Regions from separate parts of the Macaca mulatta genome. Here region 1 is linked to region 2. Evidence: chromatin contacts called from public Hi-C data. All regions are on one chromosome and are shown on one strand. The core of a region is the stretch at or near the end of the contact, and the rest is flanking DNA. Distances in the headings are between cores, read along the strand shown. Region 1 holds the start of GPR3 (G protein-coupled receptor 3). Region 2 holds the start of IFI6 (interferon alpha inducible protein 6).

The links. A called contact is a pair of places that touch in the nucleus more often than the background predicts.
Region 1: a Hi-C map of CD4 T cells shows a contact between it and region 2, with 4 times the contacts expected there. The contact joins the promoter of GPR3 here to the promoter of IFI6 in region 2. A contact is called at or near these places in 6 of 14 Hi-C or Micro-C datasets (CD4 T cells, cortical neurons, fetal cortex germinal zone and 3 more).

The regions. Positions count from the first base shown.
Region 1 is chr1:213,561,922-213,567,433 of T2T-MMU8v2.0, reverse strand. It overlaps GPR3 (G protein-coupled receptor 3), which reads left to right and starts at 1,306. Exons shown (of 2, transcript XM_001111240.5): 1 at 1,306-1,452; 2 at 2,497-4,515. The coding sequence starts at 2,502. The coding sequence ends at 3,494. WASF2 (WASP family member 2) reads right to left here. Exons shown (of 9, transcript XR_013405201.1): 9 at 4,089-5,236.
Region 2 is chr1:213,269,973-213,275,561 of T2T-MMU8v2.0, reverse strand. IFI6 (interferon alpha inducible protein 6) reads right to left here and starts at 1,746. Exons shown (of 5, transcript NM_001048170.1): 1 at 1,677-1,746. It also overlaps the pseudogene LOC114674814.

The DNA.
Region 1 (5,512 bases), core at 57-2,556, 290 kb before region 2:
GGTGTCCAGTGGGGCCTGGGATCCTCAGGCCTCTTAACCTCATCTTCCCTCCCACAGGCCTGCATGATTCCAGGGAGCATCAAGGCAAGAAACACAGGGAGAAAGAGCAGTCAGTCCCCCTGCCACAGGACTGGCCACATCTGTCACATCTGGAGAAATCTGCCCAGAGTGGTTCCCCTGGACTAAGGGCAGTCGGCGTTGGGGAAGAGGGAGCTCCTTCTTGCTCCACCCATCAGGATGCCTAAAATGAGAGGCTGAGAGGGGCCTGCCCTGAGGACTGAGCTGCCAGGCTTTCTGCTTCCAAGTTCTTCCCGGCTCCCCATCTCCTCCTGCTTCGGGGAAGTGCACCCCCGACTCCCTCCCCTCTGGCTTTCTAGATCCTTGAATAAATAATTCAGGTTTTGAAATCTTGCCAGGCCCACCCCTCCGGTGCTGTGAGGGCGCTATTGGGCTGACATGAGTGACGTCACCCAGCTCTTATCCCAGCCCCAGCATCATGGGACCTGCCCTGGCACCAACTTACCTGCCTGGTCACTGTCAGTCCGGACGCTCTACCCTGTGCCCCTCACCCTGGAGCCCACTCACCACGGCCACCTGCTATCTTCCTTCCAGGGCCCCACGGCCCTCATGGCTTAGCATTGTCGCTTCAGTACCCCAGCCCTTCTGACAGGGTCATAGTGACCTGAAGTCACCTGGACACTCCATGTTCCCAGGCTGCCGCCTCTGCCATCCCGGGGTCCCTGAACTCCTCCCTGCTGCAGAGTCACCGTCACACTGCCATGGTTGCCCTGGGGGTTTCCTCTCTACCGTTGGTGTCCCACGGCCATCACGCCCCCCAAGATTCTGTCACCATGCTAATGTCACTGCCACCCACCTCCCCGCTCCCTCGTGCTCCCCGTCATCGTCACCTCAGGGCCCCATCATCTTGGCAACCCTGTCATCCTCACCAGGGACGCCCAACCAGCCCCATCACAAGCTCTTCCTTCGTCATCTGGATCTCGTCAGCCTCTCTGCCACCCAAGGGTCCCATCACCCCACAGCCTAGCCGGGTCCCCTTCCACCACGTTCCCAGCAGCCTCCCTGAGACTACAAGGCTCTCCCACCGGCGCCGCTGAAACCCCCGGCCCGCAGAGGGCGCCGCGTCAAGGACAGCGCGGGCCGACTCGGGAGGAGGCGGGGCCGCAGCCACAGTCGCTTTTTATGAATGGGGGAGCGGGCGGCGCGAGGCCTCATTATTATGCCGCGCAACGCGCTCTGCGCCCCAGCGCTCCGCGCCCATTGGCTAATCGGGCCGCTGACGTCACCGAACCGGTGGCCGGGGGCGGGGCGGGACGGGGTGACTCACGCCGCTTCTCCCGCGGCCGCGGGGGCTTCTCGGGGTCCACGCACGCCCTGCGCCGCCAGGACCCGAGCGGAGCCTCCCCGCGGCCTGGCCGCGCCTGGTCCTGAGCGGTGAGTAGTGGGCCCCGCCGCGGACACTAGGGGTCCTGGAGGGCACGCAGGATGCTGGGGCACTGGGCCGGCGGAAGACTCCTAGCGGCCGGCCAGGGTCCGAATTCCAGGTGGGAATTCTGGGTTTAGGCGATTCTGGGTTAGCAGACGTGGGCCTAAGTGCTTGAGTGCTGGGGCTCAGTTGGATGACCCGGCGAAGGGTGAGCATTCCTGCAGGGACCCGAGGCCCTGGAGGGACTGATGGTCATCTGAGGTTAAGCCGGCAGGAGGCGTCTGGGGCAGGGACCCAGGCGTCCGAACAGCAGGAGGTGTCCGACTTGGGAATCCAGGTATCTAGACAGAAGGCGGAGTCAGGCCCCAAATCCAGGTGTCCGGGCAGAAGAAGGCATCTGACTCAGGGATCCGGGCTTCCAGCAGGGGGGTCTGCCTAGAGACCTAGAGATGCAGGCAGAAAGAAGGGTCCAGCCAGGGACAGAAGCCTGGGAGGGTGGCGGGTGGGGTCTGAGTTCCCAGGTGTTACCGCGGGAGTGCGGGGTGGTGGCTGGTGGGAGCTTCACGCGCATTCCCCGGGGGCGGAGTCTAAGGCTGGCAGTACTGAGAATCGTGAGGGGTCTGGGAGACTCAGGCACGAGCTAGCATCATCATCTCTGATGGGAGGGAGCAGAGCCGCTCAGTCTCCAGATGTTTCCCTACCCCAATCTTGAGCCTTTGGGGGCATCCCCTGGATCCTATGGCCCTCATCCGCTTATAGTACCCCTTCTTCTGTCTCTCCTCTGGTCACACACATGGAAAAAGAGACGTGCAGGACCTAGGACAGGGATCCCCAGGAAGAGACCCCTGTTTAGAGGCCTGGGGGCATTGGAGAGGACAGCGGTATCCTGGGAGGAGCCCCAGGGGATGAATGTGGGGATAAGGCGTTGGGACCCTATAAGGTATCCTGAGGAGAGACTCCCACCATGTATCCTGAGGGGCACCTCACCCCCTCCAGACCCCACCTCGCATCATCCAGCTTGGTCAGCTTCTCACAAGGCCTTTCTCCTACAGGTACCATGATGTGGGGTGCAGGCAGCCCTCTGGCCTGGCTCTCAGCTGGCTCAGGCAACGTGAATGTAAGCAGCGTGGGCCCAGCAGAGGGGCCCACAGGTCCAGCTGCACCGCTGCCCTCACCTAAGGCCTGGGATGTGGTGCTCTGCATCTCAGGCACCTTGGTGTCCTGCGAGAATGCACTAGTGGTGGCCATCATCGTGGGCACGCCCGCCTTCCGTGCCCCCATGTTCCTGCTGGTGGGCAGCCTGGCCGTGGCAGACCTGCTGGCAGGCCTGGGCCTGGTCCTGTACTTTGCTGCTGTCTTCTGCATCGGCTCAGCGGAGATGAGCCTGGTGTTGGTTGGCGTGCTGGCAATGGCCTTTACCGCCAGCATCGGCAGTCTACTGGCCATCACTGTTGACCGCTACCTTTCTCTGTACAATGCCCTCACCTACTATTCAGAGACAACAGTGACACGGACCTATGTGATGCTGGCCTTAGTGTGGGGAGGTGCCCTGGGCCTGGGGCTGCTGCCTGTGATGGCCTGGAACTGCCTGGATGGCCTGACCACATGTGGCGTGGTTTATCCACTCTCCAAGAACCATCTGGTAGTCCTGGCCATTGCCTTCTTCATGGTGTTTGGCATCATGCTGCAGCTCTACGCCCAAATCTGCCGCATCGTCTGCCGCCATGCCCAGCAGATTGCCCTCCAGCGGCACCTGCTGCCTGCCTCCCACTATGTGGCCACCCGCAAGGGCATTGCCACACTGGCCGTGGTGCTTGGAGCCTTTGCCGCCTGCTGGTTGCCCTTCACTGTCTACTGCCTGCTGGGTGATGCCCACTCTCCGCCTCTCTACACCTATCTTACCTTGCTCCCCGCCACCTACAACTCCATGATCAACCCTATCATCTATGCCTTCCGCAACCAGGATGTGCAGAAAGTGCTGTGGGCTGTCTGCTGCTGCTGTTCCTCTTCCAAGATACCCTTCCGATCCCGCTCCCCCAGTGATGTCTAGCTGAGTCTTCGTGATCCTTCAGCCCTGATCACTACAGAATCCCAGAATGTTAGGCTCTCCAGGGCTTCTTTCCAAACCCCCAGCTCCACACCCCCCAGACCCAGCTGGTTCTGGAGTTCTACGACATTGGGTGTTTGAAGGTTCTTGTTCAGATCCCTGTGGGGGTCCAGCTGGCTCCATGGTTCCAGAATGTTCAGGTGGTCAGGGATCTACTCAGAAATGTCTCACAGCCCAGCTGGCTTGCAATTCCGGAATGCTGGGAGTTTTACAGTGCCATTCCAAGTCCCAGATGTCCCTCCTCCCCCATACTTGACCTTAACCATGTCACTTTACGTTTGAATTTCTGAACTAAAGAGTCAGAGAGATTAGTCACATAGTTGCCTAAATAGGAGAGAGAAAGATTATATACGCGCACATACAAAGAGAGTGTCTATTTATGATTTATTTATTTATAAATTTACTTATGGGTGGTAAGGGGGGAAAAAGATACCCACACCTTGATATCCAGGCCATACCAGGGTACCCGTTGTCCCCTCACCCCCATTTCTGACCTCAGTTCCTGGAGGGGGGAAAGGGAGAAAGAGAAACCACGTATTTTGTTATTATTTTGGATTATTTTTTATCGAAGAGATCATAGAAACCAGAGCCTTCTCCCCAGGCCTGCCCTCTTTGGGTTTGGAAGGGGAACACACCAGCCTCTGGTTTTTTATTTTTTTAAGAAGCCATCACCTGAGCAACCAAAAATTCCTCTGCGCTGGGGTCCGACTGCCCTCTGGTGGCCATTTGGGGAAAACTGCAGCCCAGCCAGGCAGCTGGGACCAGAATGCAACCCCAGCTCCACTCCAGCCTGGCGTCCAGCGCCACAGCCATGGCCCGGGGGCCAAGCCTCATCCTGCGGTGCCCTAGAAGAGGGGGGGGCACGAGCCAACACCCCACCCCTCTGCCAACCGGGGTATGGCCCCCAGTGCATTCCCTGTTCCTGTCTCCAACCTAACTCAATAAAAAATGATTTTGTCATAAATATGTTTCCCCATGTGTGTGTGGAGGGCATGGAGTGGGGCCTGATGGAGGATGGCCTGGAATGAGAGGGTCAAGCCAGGCCTGGGGGGGCTGTTGAGGGAACTGGGGAGCTGGACAGAGGGTGGAGGGTGGCTGGCAGGTGACTCCCTCTCAGATGTCAGTGCTCCTCTGCTCAGACCTGGGCACTGACTGGCAAGGACCTTACCTCCCCCTGGCGACAGGAACCTGGGTGCTTGGCTCTTCCTGGGTCAAGGATGCCCACATCCTGCCCACATTGGCCATTGTGGGGCTTAGGCATGATGAATGTGCTCAAAGCATGTGTTTCCTTAATAATAATAGGTCCTTCTAATTGTGGGTGCCTACTGTGTGTCTGGCACACATGCCACCTCGCTTATGCCTAATAAGCATCCCATGGCACAGGTAGTGTCTTCTCCATTTTACAAACGAGGTAGCTGAGGCTGAGTGAGGGACAGTGGCTAGCCCAAGGACATAACAGCTAAAAAATGGTAAAGCCAGGAGCATCTGTTTCTAGAATCTGTGCTGTGTAGTGAGCAATTTCCTTCCTTCCCAAGCCTGGAGCTTAGGGCATTCTGGACCCCTGATTTTTTTTTTTTTTTGAGACGGAGTCTCACGCTGTTGCCCAGGCTGGAGTGCAGTGGCGCGATCTCGGCTCACTGCAAGCTCCACCTCCCGGGTTCCCGCCATTCTCCTGCCTCAGCCTCCTGAGTAGCTGGGACTACAGGCGCCCGCCACCGCGCCCGGCTAATTTTTTGTATTTTTAGTAGAGACGGGGTTTCACTGTGGTCTCGATCTCCTGACCTTGTGATCCGCCCGCCTCGGCCTCCCAAAGTGCTGGGATTACAGGCTTGAGCCACCGCGCCTGGCCTTTTTTTTTTTTTTTTTTTTTTACGGAGTCTCACTCTGTTGCCCAAGCTGGAGTGCAATGGCACGATCTTGGCTCACTGCAACCTCCGCCTCCCGGGTTCAAATGATTCTCC
Region 2 (5,589 bases), core at 497-2,996:
CCAGCTTTTTTTTTTTTTTTTTTTTTTTTTGAGACAGAGTTTCACCATGTTGCCTGGTCTTGAACTCCTGAGCTCAAGCAATCTGCCTGCCTCAGCCTCCTAAAGTGTTGGGATTACAGGCGTCAGCCACCACACCCAGCCACATTTACTGATTCCTTATGGATATTACAAATGCTGCAGATGAAGAGATGCACAGGGCAAGGTATGGGAGAAAGGGCATGGAGTTTTCATTCCTCTCCAGAAGCACCACCCACTGGGAGCCTCTTTGTATTCCGCTATCTGGAAGCTCGTCAAACCCTGTCCTTTTGTGTTTTTGTGGAGGCTTCATTACATAGGCACGACTGATTAAATCATTGCCCATTGGTAATCAGCTTTACCTTCAGCCCCTCTCCCCTCCCCAGAGGAAATGCCAGCCATCACTCAACTTATTAGACAGTTAACACTCAAAAGATATTTATCACTTTGAAGATTCCAAGGATTTTAGGAGTTGTATGCCAGCACCTGGGGGATGAAAAAATATATTTTACAATATCACAAGGGATAAAGGTCACACAGCAAATTGTGCAACATGGGTATACATTCAAGACTGTCAAAATTGAGAACCTATGCTCTTTTCTTTATACCACCAAACTGGAAAATGCGTATGCCCTCAGACTCACCTCTAACGCGACCTTTGTCAGCTCAATGCCATTTCCTTAAATTAAAAAGAAAAACAAGAAACTCCTCTCAAGTATTGAGTACTTAGCACTTTATGGCATGCAGTCCACGTGTATCTATAATGATACCATGAAGTCGGTACCATTGTTATCAACCACATGTTATAGGTAAGGAACTGAAGCTCAGAGAGGTTAAGTAATATTCCCAAGGCTGCCTAGCCAGGTCATGGAAAAGTCAGGGTTTAAACCCACAATTGGCTAATACCCAAAGCCCACTTTTTTTTTTTTTTTTTTTTTGGAGACAGAGTCTCATTCTGTCACCCAGGCTGGAGTGCAGTGGCGTGATCTCAGATCACTGCAACCTCCGCCTCACAGGTTCAAGGGATTCTCCTGCCTCAACCTCCCGAGTAGCTGGGATTACAGCCATGTGCCAGCATGCCCGGCAAATTTTTGTATTTTTAGTAGCGACGGGGTTTCACCATGTTGGCCAGGCTGGTCTCGAACTCCTGATCTCGTGATCTGCCCACCTTGGCCTCCCCAAAGTGCTGGGATTACAGGTGTGAGCCACCGCGCCCGGCCCCGGCCCCAAAGCCCACATTTTTAACAACCATTCCAGATGGCTTCATCTATCCTCAAAGATGAACTCACTGTCACATTGGATCCTATAATAAAGGGGCTTCTAAAATCATCCAGTCCTTTGAGCAGGTAAGGCAACTTAACCTTCCTTTTACAGAGGAAGCAATTAAGGTTCCAAGAGGTGACAGGGCTAAGGCCACAGATCGCTGATATTGCACCTGTAACCTGGGTCTCATGCCTCTTGGGGTTTTGTATCCAGTCTCCCTAAAATCTCCAACCCATCCTCTTAGACAAGTCCCAGCCCAGGGCACTAAAAGGGACCCAGGGATGCTGCTCCCTGGAGAAGGGGCCTCCTGGCTCTCAGAACATGAGATTTACAGGCAGGTAGGCAGCCTGGCAGAGGGTGGCAGCTTGATGCCCACACTTCATAGCTCCTGAGTTTACCTTGGAGGACAGAAGAGAAGCAATCTTCAGCCCGGAGCCTGCTGATAGATGGGCACAGCGGCGAGTAAACGGTTCTCCGGCTGAAGGCTGGCTTTTTATCATCACTTGCGGATCCTCCCACGTCTCACCCCAGGCAGCCAATCCCTGCCGGAGTTTCTATTTCTGCACTCTGCAGTTTCCTTTTCCCCTCTCTCCCAGCCCCTGCGCTCTGCAGTTTCATTTTCCCCTCTCTCCCAGCCCCTGCACTCTGCAGTTTCATTTTCCCCTCTCTCCCAGCTCCGCCCAGCAGAAGCATTTGTGTGCTGCCTGCTGGCAGAAAAATACACTTCAAGCTGAGGACTTTTGGAGCCCCTAAGGGTATTCAAAGCATGTCACACTATGGTGACAGCTACGGCCATACTGGGCTTAGTGAAGCCTGATCACCAGCTCCCCCTGGGGCACACAGGCCTTTCACCCTTCAATCCAACTGATAAACAACACCTACCATTTATTGAGCACTTGCTGCATGCCAGGATCTGTGCAAAGTGCTCTATTTACATGATCTTTTTCCAATCCCACAGTAGTCATGTGACACACCATATGCTGTTTATAATCCCCCAGAACTTTAGAAATTAAGTCACTTTGTTCCATTGTCTCTCAGGCTGGCTGCTTCTGCGGCATGGGCATATGGTAAGACCAGTGAAGCCTGTGTTCGTGTGGCCATCATGATACATCTTGAGTTTCAAGATGGGTCCTCTGGCCCTAGGTAATGAACTGAGCATTCTTTAAAGCCTTTGGCTGGTGATGGTTGAAGCACTATAGGTCAGAAATGCAACCTCCATTTGGAAAACATAGAAATTCCGGTAAGGATGAATCATTGCCTTCTCCCAAGTGGAAGGGGTCTGAAATAATTGACCTGCCACCAGATGGCTGGCTATTCTCATTGAGCAATTTTGCCATATTGCTACCTGCTGCTGGAAGATTGGCTACATTTTGGCAATTGCCAGATCAGTTTTTGTGAGAGGGAGCCCAAGTTGTTGGACTCATTTCTAACCCCCATCCTTACCTTGCAATAGACACTCATAGGTCCATTGCAAGGCAATAGTGGGGCTAAGTTGAGAGGCTGGCTGACGTCCACGGGATGGGACATCCTGCTCATCGGGCTGTAAAGCCTCCTCTGCAGCAGGTGATCTCTGGTCGGCATTAACATGAGACACAGAGATCCACGTGCTTTATGTCCATTCAGAGTTCATTCTTATGCCCCAACCCACACCTGCTTATTCCCAATCTTCCAATCTTGTTCTATCCATGCCTTTGACTGACCAGCCAAGACACTGGCCACTTATTAGGAATTGGTGTATGCCTGTACCTCAGTCCCTCTCTCTCTCTCTCTCTCTCTCTGCATACAGAGGGAACAACACGGTATACTACTCCTAGTTCTGCCCCCTGGGAGGATTCACTATTATTCAGGGCCACCCCCAACTGGAGCTGTAATAGAGTGGTCCATTTCCAGCTGGTACCAAAATATTATACTGACTTATCTGTGAATTGGGTTCGACTCCTTTCCTCCATTATCTGTTGGTTGCTGGGAACACTCCATGAGGTCATATATGTGGGTCAAGGAGAAAACCCAGAGAGACAGAGTTGGGTGCCACAGGACTCTGAGCTCCCCGTTTATTTAATTTACTCATGCCTTTTAGACCCCTTTTGCTCAGCCTTAAATATACCATTTCCATCATATATTTTTTGTTTTGTTTTGTTCTTTGTTTTTTGTTGTTATTGTTTTTGTTTTTGAGACAGTCTTGCACTGTCCCCCAGGCTGGAGTGCAGTGGTGTGATCTCGTCTTACTGCAACCTCTGCCTTCCGGGTTCAAGCGATTCTCCTGCCTCAGCCTCCCGAGTAGCTGGGATTACAGGCACGCACCACCATGCCCAGCTAATTTTTTTTGTATTTTTAGTAGAGATGGGGTTTTGCCATGTTGTCCAGGCTGGTCTTGAACTCCTGACCTCAGGTGATCCGCCCACCTCTGCCTCCCAAAGTACTGGGATTACAGGTGTGAGCCGCTGTGCCCAGCCTCTTTGTTGTTTTGTTGGTTTGTTTGTTCATTTGTTAGAGACAGGGTATGATTGTATCACTCTGTTGCCCGGGCTGGAGTGCAGTGGTACAATCATAGCTTACTGCAGCCTTGACTTCCTAGGCTTAAGAAATCATCCCACTTCACCCTCCCAAGTATCTGGGACCACAGGCATGTGCCACCACACTCAGCTAATTTTTATATTTCTTTTAGAGATGGAGGTCTCACTACATTGCCCATGCTGGTCTCCAACTCCTGGTTCCAAGTGGTCCTTCTGCCTCGGGGTCTTAAAGTGCTGGAATTACAGGCATGAGCCAATGTGCCCGGCTTCCATCACATATGGAATTGCTGCTCTACCTTTCTGATAATACCCAACTTAAGATGTATAGCTACCTGGCATCCAGTGGTGAGATGCATAGTCACTACTGGGGCTCAGTGGCACATCAGGGCTTCTTTTCCCAAAGGGACCACAGTAACCATAGCCTTACTCCAGAATCCTAAGAATCCTAACTGCAATTCTCCTGTGTGGACTTCCAGAGACTCTCTACAGAATCCTATTTTTTTTCCTCCCTACAGAATCATTATCCGTCTTTACACAGATACATCCAGCAACGCTGCATCTTTGGATCATATAATCAGAGGTGGCAGCATAGCTTGTTTTGTGGCCTGAACCTGCCACACAGTTAAGAGGAAAGAAAAAACCAAAACGACCTAATGTGCCTTTTTTTTTTTTTTTTTCCTTTTTGAGATGGAGTCTCACTCTGTCACCCAGGCTGGAGTGCAGTGGTGCGATCTCGGCTCACTGCAAGCTCTGCCTCCCGGTTTCACGGCATTCTCCTGCCTCAGCCTCCTGAGTAGCTGGGACTGCAGGCGCCCACCACCATGTCCAGCTAATTTTTTGTGTTTTTAGTAGAGATGGGGTTTCACTGTGTCAACCAGGATGGTCTTGATCTCCTGACCTCATGATCCACCCACCTCGGCCTCCCAAAGTGTTGGGATTACAGGTGTGAGTCACCGCGCCTGGCCCGCTTTTTCTATTCTCTCACTCAACGCAACAATCACCACAGACCAGATGTGTGGGTGGGGTTTTTTCCCCACACCCCAAGCAGCAGACACCAGCTGGGTGTCCTCTGATTCAATTATTATTATTATTATTATTATTATTATTATTTGAGATGGAGTTTCACTCTTGTTGCCCAGGCTGGAGTGCAGTGGTACTATCTCGGCTCACCGCAACCTCCACCTCCCCGGTTCAAGCGATTCTCCTGACTCAGCCTCCTGAGTAGCTGGGATTACAGGCTTGCACCACCACACCTGGCTAATTTTGTATTTTTAGTAGAGACGGAGTTTCTCCATGTTTGTCAGGCTGGTCTCAAACTCCCAACTTCAAGTGATCCACCCAAAGTGCTGGGATTACAGGTGTGAGCCACCTCGCCCAGCCTCAATTCTTTTTTTTTTTAATTATTAAAATAAAAATATGGAATGCTTCATGAATTTGCACGTCATCCTTGCACAGGGGCTATGCTAATCTTCTCTGTATTGTTCCAATTTTAGTATATGACGAAGTGAGCACTTTTTTCTTTTCTTCAGACAGGGTCTCACTGTGTCACCAAGGTTGGCTCAATCACAGCTCACTGCAGTCTCGACCTCCTGGGTTCAAGCAATCCTCCTGCCTCAGCCTCCCGAGTAGCTGGGACTATAGGGGTGCACCGTCATGCCTGGATAATTTTTGTATTTTTTGTAAAGATGGGGTTTTGCCATGTTGGCCAGGCTAGTCTCAAATTCCTAGGCTCAAGGAATCTGCCTGCCTCAGCCTCCCAAAGTGCTGGTATTACAGGCATGGGCCACTGTGCCCAGCC